Linked DNA regions of Mus musculus: region 1 is linked to region 2. Evidence: chromatin contacts called from public Hi-C data. All regions are on one chromosome and are shown on one strand. Each heading gives the region's core, a stretch centred on a gene start, on an enhancer-like site or on the middle of the called end of the contact. The rest is flanking DNA. Distances are from core to core; before and after follow the strand shown. Region 1 holds the start of Smndc1 (survival motor neuron domain containing 1). Region 2 has its middle 20 kb from the start of 1700001K23Rik.

Region 1 (6,908 bases), core at 1,733-4,232, 120 kb before region 2:
TACCGATTGCTCTCCTGCAGTACCAGGCTTTGATTCCCAGCACTCACAAGATGGCCTACAACCATCTGTAATTCCAGTCCCAGAAGGTCCTATGCCCTTTCGGCATCCATGAGCACTGCATTTATGTGGTGCAGACACTTGCAGGCAGAACACTTGTACATATAAAATAAAGGCTAAAAAAAAAATCTGAAACCATCCTAAATAATTCCTTCTACTAAGTACTCACACTTTTCTACCTAGCCTTCAAAGGGCTCCGAGTGCCCACTGCCTTCCCCACATCTTCCCTGCGGTCTGGCCCACCCTTCTGCTGTCCTCTGTTTCTGAGGACCACATATGTATTTGTACTCTCACCTTCTGTCTGTACTTACTAAGCAATCGCCCAGCATTTTCCTCCAGTCTCCTCCCATCGTTGCCAACACGTGTGCACAGGGACACATGGGAGGGGCAAACCTACTCCATCTTAAAGCAGAAAGAGCCTGAGTGCTTGACTTACAGCTGAACCTAAGCCACACCCAAGTACCAGGAAGGACCCCACGGCTTGTCCTTGGCCCGTACCCCAGAGTTACTCCCTAGCTACTTCCTAGCAACAGCCAGTCAAGATTAGTCTGATTGTTTGCGATGTACTTTCAGACCCTCTGTGATTGTTCATGGTTTTGCTTCAGAGCACCCACCTGTCAGCTTACAATAGTTATTCAGTGAGATGCTTGGCAGGCTGTAACCCCTCTCACTTGCTCGACATTTCCTATAAAACCTTGTCCCACTGAGGGCTTAAGGCTGCTTCACCCTCTGGTCCTACTGTGACAGGGTCTGCAGTGAGTGAGCCAGAACTGGAGCTTGAATGAGAGACCCTAGTGCAACTGCATTGGAGTCGGCTCCTTGGTGGTCTTTTGGGACACATGCACACACATACATGTGCATACACATGCACACAGGCATGAAACCATTCGAAATCTATTTTGCAAGGCTATAAGTAATTTCTCCATATTTTCATTTTGAAAATTATCAAAATGAAATTACAGGGAATTAAGAGATTTGTACCATGAACTGTTACACGTTCTCCATTAAATTCAATATCTGCTTGCATTTACTTGCCAGCACATCTATTGGAATCTACTAGCCTTGTGGGTCTGAGCAACTACTAGATCCTTGGACTTCCATTTACAGCTGACCATTGTTGGGGAGCTGGACTCCAGACTGTAAGTTGTCATAACAAATTTCCTTATTTCATAGAGTTCTGTGACTCTAGAGAAGTCTGACTAATACAAAGATCCAATCAACATTTACATACTTCATTATCATTTCTCCTTTTGCTTGTTTGGATCTTGAGATAGGCACTTGCTATTAGACCTGGAAGGCCTGGAGTACACTAGTCCAGGCACTTTTTAAATTTCAGTTGATTTTCCTCCCTCTGCCTCTGGTGTACTTGAGACCAAACCTTCAGGGTTCGGACTCCATCTTAGAGAACCTGACCTAAGGTTAAACTCAAGTAAACTAACAGGCCAGTATCTAGCACCAGTTTCCAGGCTACGCCCCCCCCTCCCCCCAACAAGTCCTGTGCCTAACACCAGTTTCCAGGTTACCTCACAACAAAACCTACATCCAACACCAGTTTCCAGGTTATTTCCTAACAAATCTACAACCCTGCGTTTGCACCCCCGGCCCCCAGTTCTCTTGCATCAGAGAGGGTGGTGAGGCCCAAGCTCGAGCTTGAACAAAAGAACCTAGTTCAATTGCATCAGAATCAGCTCCCTGGTGGTTTTTTTTTTGGGGGGGGGCTCATGAACATTTCCTGGCACAACAGAGACTACACACAGGCACCACCATACCCATCTTTTTAATCTTCTAATCCAAAACAGTCCTTACTCCTTTTAATAGCATTGCTTCCTTCTTTGTTGCTGTGATAAAACACCATGACCAAGGCAGCTTAACGATTTTATTTTAGCTTATGGCTCCGGAGTGAGTCTATAATGGCCGGGCAGGGGCAGCAGCAGGCCAAGGACATGATGGCTGAAGTATTTTGTTGTGAGCCGGCATCAAACTGCACATACAGCGCCGAGAGCTCAAATTTAAGTGGTGTGTGTGTCTTTAACCTCTCCAATCTGCACAAGGCAGGGAACACCTCTAAACTACTCCAAATGGCCAAGACGAAGGGAGGTATTTCTCATTAAAATTACATTACTCTTGAATTATTTAAGTCAAAAAAAAATCGCACATTCTGGATGGGTGTTTCTTTCCTCACGGACATTCAACACGTTATGCTTATTATTTCCTTTAAACTCAAAAGGGCTTTGATTATACTTCCTCAGAGGTGACAGTCACTTCATGTTGACTGTCACTCGGTCATAAACATGCATAAAGTAAGGTTGTCTCACAACTAGTGATGCTGAAGTTGATCGCTGGGTGAGCGATTGCCAGCTTTGACTCTAAACATCCTACCTTTCTCTATTTTCTTACATCACATGGCTTTTACCTACCATGGGTGATGCCTAAGCACCTCAAATGGTCACCGTTCCACTTCTATCACTCTATCTTTATTGGCTATATTTATTTTCTAAACAACAAAAAACTTCCCTTCTCTTGACTTCAAGGTCTCGCTCTGTAGCCTTGGCTGGCCTGGAACTCGCTATGCGGGCTCAGACTCAGATCCGCCGCCGCCATCTGCCTCCCTGTGGGACACAAGGCACCCGCCATCACTCCCAGCCCGTTCCCGGTACTAAATCTCATCAGGGCTGGGCAGAAAGGCTCGCGAGTTTACGCCGCAGGGAACCGGAGGACAACACCCACCACAGAGAACCACTCGCTGCCGCTCCCAGCACGAGGCGGAACTGACGTAAAACGAACATGCCCTCTGCCCCCGGCGCGGCCCAGACACGTCACTTCCTGCCCATCAGACCACACCCGCTCCGCCTTCCGAGGCTGCAATCGCAGGCTGCTGAGAGGGCGGCGAGGGTCATGTGACCCGGGCGCCATCTTTTCCACGAGAGTCCGTAGGTCTCGCGAGATCTCGCTCGCCTTGTCTCTCTCTCCTCCTGCCCGAGGCCGGCTTCTCTCCCCTCCCCCTCGCTGGCGGACTTTCTCCTTTTCCGACCGAGGCTCGTCGCGGCGGAAAATCTTTCCCGGCTGCAGCCGCCCCTGACGCCGCTCGCCTCGCCTCGCCTCCCCGACCCCTGCCCGCCGTCCCGACCCCAGCCCCACCCAAGGTAACGAGCCCCTGAGGGAGAGTCAGGCCTCCTCGGGCCTCGGGCTGGAGTGGAGGTGGAGGCGGAGGCCGGAAGCGAGGGCGCCGGCGTCAGAGCTGGGCCCGGCCAGGGCAGTGTGGGGAGGCAGCGGCTCTCGCACCCCCCAGTGGACGGCCCCGGCCTGCGTGGGGGCTTCCGGGACGAGGCGGCGAACGTGGCCGTCTGGGGGAAGCCTCTGTGAGGGTGCGGGGCTCGGCGGTTTCCATGGACGCGGAGGTCTGCGTTCCCTGGTGGGAGATGGTGGACCGGGGCTCCAGCGGGCTCGGGGAAGCCCGCGCGCGGACGGGAAGACTCGGCCGGGGTTCCAGGCTTCCGGTGGGCCGGAATGTCCCGGAGGTGTCCCCCGAGGACCCGTATGTTTGCCCCGCGGCCGCCCAGAGGGGCTTCTGGACCCCTGGCGACGCCGAGCTGCGTTGGGCGAGAGGCGGGTTTCTAGGATGACCTCCGTGTGAAGGAAGAGTGAGCGCTCCGAGCGGTTCCCTCCACCGGAGAGAAAGGCGAGGAAACGCCGAAGGTGTAGTTAACCGAAAACCGCTTCCTCTGACTGGGGGGAAGAACCCGTCCGTGCGAATTTTAATTTCTCTTGATTTTTGACTTTCTCAGCTTTTGAAAAGTATGTCGCAGTCTTTATTGACATACACTGTCTTCCTATGATATATGATACTTAAAGAAGAAGCAGGGTTTTTTTTTTTTTTTCTTTTTTAATAGCATGATTTTTCCGGGGGAACTCTTTCTGTGTAGAATTGACCAGCCGTATCTGCAGTCTTTAGAATTTAATTGCCTTGAAGTTTGTGGATTAGTTAAATATGAATAAAGTTAAAATGGTGATGAACGGAACTTGAATTTTGTAGCAAGAGTGATTTAAATTAGACAGGTCAGAGGAAGTTTTTTTTTTGTTGTTGTTTTTTTGTAATTTGATATTTGACTTGCCTTATGGGCCTTTATTTTCCTCAGATGTCAGAGGATCTAGCAAAACAGTTGGCTAGCTACAAAGCTCAACTCCAGCAAGTAGAAGCTGCCCTTTCTGGAAATGGAGAAAATGAAGATCTATTGAAACTGAAGAAGGATTTGCAAGTAAGTACAGGTGGACACTTGGAGTTGAGGTTGTTTGAGAAGAGGATTTGTCTTTTTCAAAGTATGCATTCAAGACTCGTAGGCACGCAAAGCATCTGAGGAAGGCGCTCCCACGTGTATATGCTTGTTTGTACACAGGTACTGAGGCTTCTCACATTAGCTCCTCTTGGTGTACATCAGAAGGAACAAAACACTCGGTTTTGTAAATCCTGTGTGTACTTACAGGATTTCATGAGAAGAGGCGTTGCAACGGAATAAGCTTTTGTTTTAAAAGACTTGACAAGGAAACTTAGTTCAAAAGGTAACACTATTAAGGGAGGAATATACAATCTGACTAAGATCCTTCTTATGACACAAAATTATCTGAAGATTAAATTCAGCCTTATTTTTCAAAGCTAATGGGGTCTATACTTTTATTAAAACCACATCGTGAGAATGTGTTAGGGAATAACATTCTGTATGGATGTTATAGGTATTTGACTTTAAGGCTGGGCTTTGTAGTTGTTGAGTGAAGTTGAAATAGTGCAAAAGAGATTAGCTTTTTCATGCCAAGTTTAGGAAGAACAAAACATCTAAGGACATGAACTGGGGTTTCAGGACAAATTTACATACCTGTTGCTTCTCAGAACACCAGGTTAAGAAAAGTACCATGGATAACTTGTAAATATCTTACATGGAAACTTTGTTCCTAAGAATGTCCTTCAAGTTCTGAACCCATACTTCAGCAGTTTTCAGGGTGTTTTGATGATTTCTTGCTTATTCTATATCCCATCTAAACAGTCATTCTCTTTATCTTCCTGATGACCATTAATACATTAGATGTTGCCTGCTGTATATGCACGCCTCTAATCCCAGCCCTCAGGACGCAGAGCTAGGCAGAGCTCTTGAGTGCCAGGCCATCCAGGGCTATAGAGTAAGACCTTGTTTCAAAAAGGACACGGACACACAAACACAAGCATTTCCAACTTTTATTTTTGGGCTTAATGCTTTTGGGATTCTGAAAGATCTTACCTGTAATTTAAAATGAGTTGGACATTTTCAAACTTGGGTTCTAGACTTACAATAAAGTATATGTTAAAAACAAAATAATGAAGGATAATTTTACTTTGACTAATACTGTTCTTCAGCCTATGGAGTGCATGTGCCATTCATTAGAGAGGGTTAGGAAACTTTCTCCCACACCCAGATCTTCTGTAAACCATAAGCAATAACCCAGTGTTTGTTTCCTGCCTGCTCATTTGATTTGTTCACCTGGACCATGAGTGGACATGAAGGTGAAGTGACAGAAACACACTAACCTCATCTACCTCTGCCGACTTCAAGTTTGTTTTCTTTGAAGAAGAAAAAAAAGCTGTCTGTGCTTCCTGGGAGTGGGATGAGAGGTCTCTGTAGAAATGGTAGAGGGGGAGTTGGGAGCCTAGTTTCAAACAATATTACTATCAGGTCTTTCTAAACATTTCCAGCGTAAATTATCTGTGGAGTATGGAGTTAGCTATCTTGATATGTAATCTATAATTGAAAGTATGATAGGGAGAAACCCTTATGGTAGACAGTTTTTACCTAAAAGGCTTACCTGGGCCTCAGTTAATAATGATCTGGAGGCCGGAGGTAAAACTACTTAGCATACACAAGGCCCTATAATTCAATTCCCAGCACTGAAAAATAAAGTCAACAAAACACAAAAACGCAAATCAGGTGGAGGTAGTAGGCAAATCTCTATGTGTTTGAGGCCAACCTGGGCTACTTAGACTTCCAGGCCAGCCAAGGGGACACTGAGACCTGGTTTCAATAAAAAAAGCAGACCAGTAATGACTTTGAAGTCATTGTTTACAAAGTCTCTTGTATAGCCAGTTAGAACAGCAGTGTGTGGTAGAGCTTGCTTCTGCCACGGTGAACACCATCTGGGTTTGCTCTTCACGCCACAGGCGCTAGCCACAGTAAGCAGACACTAGGTAATTAAAATTACCAGTGTCAGGGTACCTGAGCAGCTGATGTTTAAGTTTTTTGTTTTAAGTAACTAGAGTTGATTACATATTGGACAGTGCAGATACAGGCTTCAGTACTCACAGCACCTTAAGTAGTGGCAGGATAGAGTACTTTAATTGGCCAGTCTTCCTTATGGTTTACTCTTACTCTTTTATGAGAAGTTTGGTTTTGATTACAAGGTATGGCTTGAACTTAAAACTATTGGGAGATGGAAATCACTTCTTATGATGAGGTAAAACTACAGAAGGTGTTGAATGTGTGCTCCTGACCCTAGGTGTTTGCATTTAGAACAGTGACTTCTGTATCAGTGTGGGTCTCACCTCCCACCCACCTGCTCGCCCCTGTAGGGGAGATGGAGGTGTACATATATAAAAATGCCACTAGTATTTAAATCCTGTCTGATTAGATTGATTATTCAGCTTGTGGATTCTGCATTTTTTTTAAAGGGGGTATCATCATAATGGCTTCTATACCTTATGTTTATTTTCCCAGTAAGGTTTCAATGTTTCTGTCTTTCATACAGAATAATAAATTAGGCAACAAATTAATCTTTTAAAGTCCTAACTGCTTGTTTTTTTTTTTTCCTTTTTCTTTTTGACTTAGGAAGGA
Region 2 (6,620 bases), core at 3,511-6,010:
GAGTGTCTCCAGCTCACCTGCTCAGATACACTGTTCCTGGGGTCTTGTGGCAATATAGACGCCATGATGGTCTAAGGGTGGGGGAAGCAGTCTACCTTTTTTTCTTTTTAAATTTATTTATTTAATGCATGTGCGTATACCATCGCTGTCTTCAGACACCAGAAGAGGGCATCAGATCCCATTACCGATGGTCGTGAGCCACCGTGTGGTTGCTGAGATTTGAACTCAGGACCTCTGGAAGAGCAGTCAGTGCTCTTAACCGTTGAGCCACCTCTCCAGCCCCTGCATTCTATCTTTTGGATTGTGTTGGGGTTTCCACCCAGCCTTGAGGAGCTTTCTGTGATGTGTGTGTTGGATGGTGGTGAAAAGGGAGGTGCCATGTCTACTTCCAGATGCCTGCAGGATCGTCACACATACACACACACACACACACACACACAGAGAGAGAGAGAGAGAGAGAGAGAGAGAGAGAGAGCTGGAAACTCTGAGGCGTCAGTGCCCATTGGATATACACATCTCTCGACTGCACATGCCAGTCAACCCGAGAAAGAACGTGGAACAACTCTCCCTTCCTTGTAGCTATTCTGGCCTAGGCCTTTATTGAGGACAATGTCAAGCCCCACTCGGCTCTCTTATCTACACTGCCATCACTAAACCTACTGACCATCTGGGAGGTAGATGCCTGCAATTAATTACTGTCCCCACATCACAGAGGAGAAACCATTAAGTTACTGGATGAATGTGGCTGCGCCAGCAGCTGGGAGCACCAAGGCCCCTGCCCATATCTGGCTCCAAAGTCTGCACTCTTAACGGTTAACGTCATCTTCCCTTAAGAAACAATGGTGACGCCCCATTCTCCCGGGCAGTCTTAGAGATGCTGTAATTTGCCTGGCTATAAGAATTACCTGAGATGCTCCTCAGCTTTCTGGTCCCCAGGCCCTCCCTTCTGAGCAGGAGCCGAGCCTCCAGGGAGGGCCTCTGTATCTGCGGTTACCTAGTAGCACGCAAGCCTGAGAAGCAAGCCAGTGAGACACTGTGCCCGATGCCCTATCAGGGTTCCTAACTCCTGGGTGGCCTGAGATTTTTGAGATTCTATTTTTAGGCAGGTCCTTCCTGAGACACTGTGTCAGACTTTCTGGCACCTTCTGACAGGCTCCAAGGCACCTGGGCTGTCTTAGGAGCCGCCCTGATGCCCCAGAGATACCTGGAGCAGGATTGGGAGGAGCCACGTAAGGGTGGGGGAGGACAGACACGTGTGCTTTCGTTTCTGGTTCCACGTCGGAGGAGTTTCAGAGATTCTGACACCCTGGGGCCCGCAGTCTGGAGGGAGCCCACGCTTGCTTGCCTGTAACCTTCTTTGCCTTAGTGAAGCAAGCCGGTGAAAAGCTACTTTGGTGATGGTTTGCTTAGGACATGGTTTTAGGGAAGAAGTGGAGACATTGTGGTCCGGTCTCCTCTGAAGTGCCCCTCCGTCCCAGACTCCTCTCAAGTGCCCCGTTGACAGTGGCAGTTTCTGCACCTCCAGTGAGGCTGTGTCAACAACTCTACCTCACCCTCACTGGAGGCTCTCCATTAATCCTCATGTAAGTTTCCTAAAGTAAGCGCCACGATTTCGCTCATTTTACAGATGAGCTAACAGGCTTAGAGAGGCAAAATTCCTCACCCTCGGCACCAGACTGACATCACTGACCGAGGCATCAGACCTTGATAAGGAGGCTAGATGTAACAAGCCACCATGCAGTCCCTCAGACCCGCAGAAAATGTCATTTCATAACCACCGTTTGGATCACTTAAGAGATTTGTGGGGGAGAGGGAGGGGTGTTTGTTTTGTTTCATCATGAAGAACAGGCTGGCTTGAACCCCGGATCCTCCTGCATCAGCCTCGTGAACGTGGGTGCACGTTTCAGATCATCTGCTTTTTTTTTTTTTTTTTTTATGCTTAAAGATGTTACTAGCTATCGATTAGGAATATTTGTCATGGTCAAAATATAAGAAATGAACTAGGTCCTTCGCATGTGCTGATTGGGTGAATCCTATGGACAACCACATAGGGTACATATGACTATTAGCTGGGTCTATAACTGAGATAGCAGCCTTAGGGGGGCTGGCTAAGTGACGATGGCTGCCATGGTTTTAAACTGCAATCTGGCTGTTCATAGTGGTCATCCTGACTCAAAACAGAGGAACACAGACGTGTGTGTGTGTGTGTGTGTGTGTGTGTGTACTCTATTTCAATAGATATGGGCTCTGTTCAGGCCCTTTTTAAAAGTCCAGGTCCTGGTGAACAACACTCAAGGTTTAGTTTATTGTTTTTTGTATGTCACAACACCAAAGACTTGGCTTGAACCTTCTAAGTTCCAGATTCCAGCTGCCACAGGCTGAGGTACGGGTCAGTCAGGTATGCCTGTTCATCTCTTCCAACTCACCCTGCTGTTAACGCACGGTCCCTTGTCTTGGAATCTACAGTCCAACATTTGCCCTTTTGCTAAACTCGGAGCCTGAGTTTGAGTCTAGGGCAGGATCCTGCAGGTGGGGCTGGTAAACGTTTTATCGCCGGGCCATTAAGTTCCGAACGTTTAGTTTACGCCAGTCACCTGTTCAAAAGCAGCTTTCCTGGCCTCACTCTGAGCGGAGAGGCAGCCCAGTACTGTTTTTAAAAGGTCACAAGGGTTCCTCATAGCATGACCCACTGACAAAGGCTACAGACCTCCCTGTTTGTGGTTAAAGTCAAAAGGCTGCTTGGTTAATCCCTCATGTTTGGGACACTCTGTGAGGGTAGAATCCCAGGGGTCTGGACCCAGTCAGTGAGTAGTCATGGAGACAGTCCTTGGAGCAGCTTGCTGGCTGTGGCCCCCCTGGTCCTGAGAAGTTCGCAGAGTTCAGTCAGCTGAAACTTCCCCCCTGTTCTGTATCTGCTCACTGGCCTTGCCTGAGCTTTGACCTGTGTGCTGTGCAGGGAGACAAGACCAGATAGGACATAACCAGACACAGTCGCTGGCTGCAAGGGGCCTGGAGTCTAGTTGAGAAGATAGATAGTTAGAAATGTCACTGAACCTGAGGTATTTGAAACCAGGGAATGAGGTCGACTAAGCACTGTTAGGGCTGGAAGCTCTGTGTGTGTGTGTGTGTGTGTGTGTGTGTGTGTGACATGAAGGTCACTGCAGGGGAACTGGGAAGTGTGGGAATAAAGAACTTGACTCTCTAGGATAGAGAAAGGACAGGCGGGTTGAGTTCATGCCACAGGCTGGCTATACTCTCCACGGGATACCTGGACTCTACTCAGGGCAAAGGGGAACCAGTGTGGGCTTGGGGGTGATGACTGGTGGGTACCACAACTCGTGAATGTGTAGTCTCTATCTCGCCATCCCTGGGATTATAAGCACACATTGCATACATGGTTAGTTTTCTTGTATATCAGTTTGGGGCATCAAGTCAGGTCCGCACACTTTCAAGACGCTTGATTGAGCTACTCCAACAACAACAAAAACAGCAACAACAACAACATCCAAAAGAACAAAACCAGGCTTTATAGCTTGGCTTTGAACTCACTCAGTGGCTTAAGCTGGCCTTGAAGTCAGGTGTCCTCCTGGGTGCTGAGATTACAGGCCTGGAATACTGTACCCATAGGAAGCACGGTTTCTACCACAGCCTGGCATGCATGTGTGCGCACTTGTGCGTGGTAAAAACTGCATACCCCATTACTTTCTGTTCTATCCAAATCATTTGTTTTAGAGCTGGTTGTAACCCACTAAATTGATTTTACTGCTCGCTAATAGTTTGATCCACCGTAAAACAAACAAACACCAACCAAACACACACACACACAAAACCAAATCAACAACACATACTGTTTGAGTGACAGATCCATGGTCCAGCCCACTTTTGTTGAGGGGCAGATTCATGGTCCAGCCCACTTTCGTTGAGTGGCAGATTCATGGTCCAGCCTACGTTTGAGTTTCCTTATGCTCACTTACATTTAATATGCAGCGTTTCTCCAAGTGCACTCCATGTACTGTCATCATTCTTCCACACAGATTGCTCTCCAGGGCAGCTCCGTGGGCAAGCACACGTGGGCAACGACACAACACGTGGTATCTGACCCGTCACAGCGTACTCAGCCTTGCCATCGTTCAAGGTCTGCGTTGATGGAGTTGACTGTACACATTTTAGCCACAGAGCCACTTTCCATTTGGGCGAGCCCCTGCTCCCTTCCTCGGGAGAACCCTGGTGTAGGAGAACAACTATCAGTCGGGGCCCTGCTGTTTCACTTCCTCCACCGTCCTGTCCATCCCTGCCCCTGCGAGCCCCTGCGAGTCCAGGAAGGTCCGCGTGTAATCGGGAGGGAGGGGAACTGGAACACACAGTGACCCTGTTTTCCTACTTCCCATATCAAGTCCCCGTGAGAGTCCTGCAGTCTTTTGGACCAGTAATTGAACCCAGGGCCTCTTGCATGGCAGGCTGGTTCACCGCTGAGTTACCTCCTCCGTTCCACCCCACCCTTTTTTTTTTTTTTTTTTTGTTTGAGTCAGGGTCTCACCAAGTTGCCTGAACTGGTTTTCAATTTGGACCACAGTGCTGTCAAGCTTTAAATGTACAATTCTCCTGCCTCTGCCTCCCAAGTAGCCATGTCAGCACGCCTGGCTGCACCTTACTTTCTCACTAGATGATGGATCTTAGATGTCACTTCCTGTTTGTACACAAAGCTTCCTTACTACTGCGGTCTCTGTGTGTGTCACGGATGCGTCATTACACGTGGGCAGCCATCTAGTGATGACTCGGGCCGTTTCCAGCGGTTCTGCTAGAGATGAGCCTGCAGTGAGTAACCATGTATCTGAGCGATTGAACGTGTGAGTGTGCATGCAACATAAATCCTTACAAGTGGAGCTGCTCGCTCTAAGCTCCGCACTTCCTTAGGGCTCGAAGGGCACTGTCCGGTGACCCTCCGAGGTCCAGCTGGAATCTCAAGAAGAGATCTTTCTTGTTTGATGTTTGATCCCAACCAGCTACACACATTGGCCCAGAACTCAGGAAGCATGGCGCACATTGCTGGACTGTCTTCAAACAGCTGTTTGATGTCATCAGTGGCTGCTGACAGAAATGGTTTCCTCCAGGGATGCCCCCCCCCCAAGGGACACATATGCTTGTGAGCGATGTATAAATGGGCTCAGAGCATGTTCTATGTAATGTGTGTGTGTGTGTGTGTGTGTGTACAGTCAAAAAAGAAAAGGTTATACTCTTAGATGGGCATGGGAGGAGTTGGTGTAGAGGGAGGGGGTAGGGTTGAATACGTGCAGGGTTTAATCTATGAAGCTCTTTAAAAAAAAACCTGTTAAATGCAAGCAAATCTTCAGCCCCAGCAACTGTTGGACTCGGCTAATTCATGTAGCCAAGTCAATTCCTTTCCCTCCTCTTTGTAAACTGGAGCATCCGAGCCCTGCAGCTCTGAGAAGTTGTCATTGTCTTTCTCAGAGGTGAATCAGGGCTTCTGTGGGCACTATTACTTTTATTTATTTATTTTTTTAAAGACTTTCTATGTAGTCCAAGTTGGCTTTGAACTCGTGGTCCTCCTGCCTCAGCTTCCCTACTGCTGAGATGGCAGGTATAACAGGTAGGTACCACTGCACCAACTTGGCCCCCTCCCCCAACTTGGCACTTTCTTGCAAACATAATGAAGCATTCTTTTCTCGCAAGACCAGCAATCACATCTCTTGGTGTTTTCTCAAGTGAACTGAATGTTTACGTCCACACCGGAGCTTGCCCATCCGTGTTCATAGCAGCTGTAGTCCTCATTGTACAAACCTGGAAGAAAACTAAGTGTCGGTAAATGAGCTGAAGAATAAACGGTTGTGTATTCAGAGACTGGAATAGCATTCAGCTCTGAAAGAAGCAAGCTATTTGGCCATGAGAAGACATGGGGGAACATGCGTTCATAGTGCTCAATGGAAGAAGCCAGTCTGAAAAGGCTCCGCCCAGTGAATCCAGCCCTGCGGCCTCCTGGGAAAGGCAGGGTTATGGAATCACTAGAAGAATCAGTGTGGTTGCTGGGGATTGGGGGGCAGAGGGGTACATGAGGCACAGGGGATTCCTCGGGCTGTGAAACTGTTGTGTTAGATATTCCAATGGTGGACACCTGACCACTACCAAAGCCCAAGGACTTTACAACACCAACCATGAGTCCCAATGTAGTCCCCAGACTTTGGACGGTGATGGTGTGTCCACATAGTCCCATCAACGATCAGAAATGGGCTGCTCTGGTTGGGACATTGGAAGCGGCAAGCTCTGCAGGAGCCATGTGGGAAGTCTTGGTGCCTTCTACTCTATTTATTTCATGGACCTTAGGCTGGCTGTGGTGGTGTACACCGATAATCTCGGTAGAGGTAGCAGGATTACAGCAAATTCAAGGCCAGCCTGGTCTACATGGTGAATGCCAGGTCAGCCTGGGCTACCTGACAGAATCTTGTCTCAAAAAATCAGAAGTAATTAAGGAATGTTTTTAATTAAAAATTTTAATAGGGTCTTAAATAAATGTGAGACATATATGTAACTTTTTGACAGCAAAGTTTGAGATATTACTCAAATTGTATGTAACTTGCTTCCTATAAGCGTACCTTCCGGTGGAT

The links. A called contact is a pair of places that touch in the nucleus more often than the background predicts.
Region 1: a Hi-C map of the N1E-115 cell line shows a contact between it and region 2, with 2.1 times the contacts expected there. The contact joins the promoter of Smndc1 here to the enhancer-like site in region 2. A contact is called at or near these places in 2 of 39 promoter capture datasets (the C10 cell line and cranial neural crest), 2 of 484 Hi-C or Micro-C datasets (the N1E-115 cell line and nephron progenitors), 7 of 115 datasets of contacts at active chromatin or transcription factors (the SCID.adh cell line, effector CD8 T cells, embryonic stem cells and 4 more) and 3 of 9 other capture datasets (adipose tissue, liver and macrophages).

What each region holds. Positions count from the first base shown.
Region 1 is chr19:53,386,708-53,393,615 of GRCm38.p6, reverse strand. Smndc1 (survival motor neuron domain containing 1) reads left to right here and starts at 2,982. Exons shown (of 6, transcript NM_172429.3): 1 at 2,982-3,200; 2 at 4,194-4,313. The coding sequence starts at 4,194.
Region 2 is chr19:53,271,706-53,278,325 of GRCm38.p6, reverse strand. No RefSeq gene overlaps it. Among named protein-coding and RNA genes, the nearest start is that of 1700001K23Rik, 20 kb to the right of the region's middle. Within about 2 kb of position 4,760, at least 51 of the 459 cell types and tissues checked have an H3K27ac peak or open chromatin away from gene starts, as enhancers often do. A contact at or near this core is called in the N1E-115 cell line, adipose tissue, macrophages and 1 more, where this site is marked.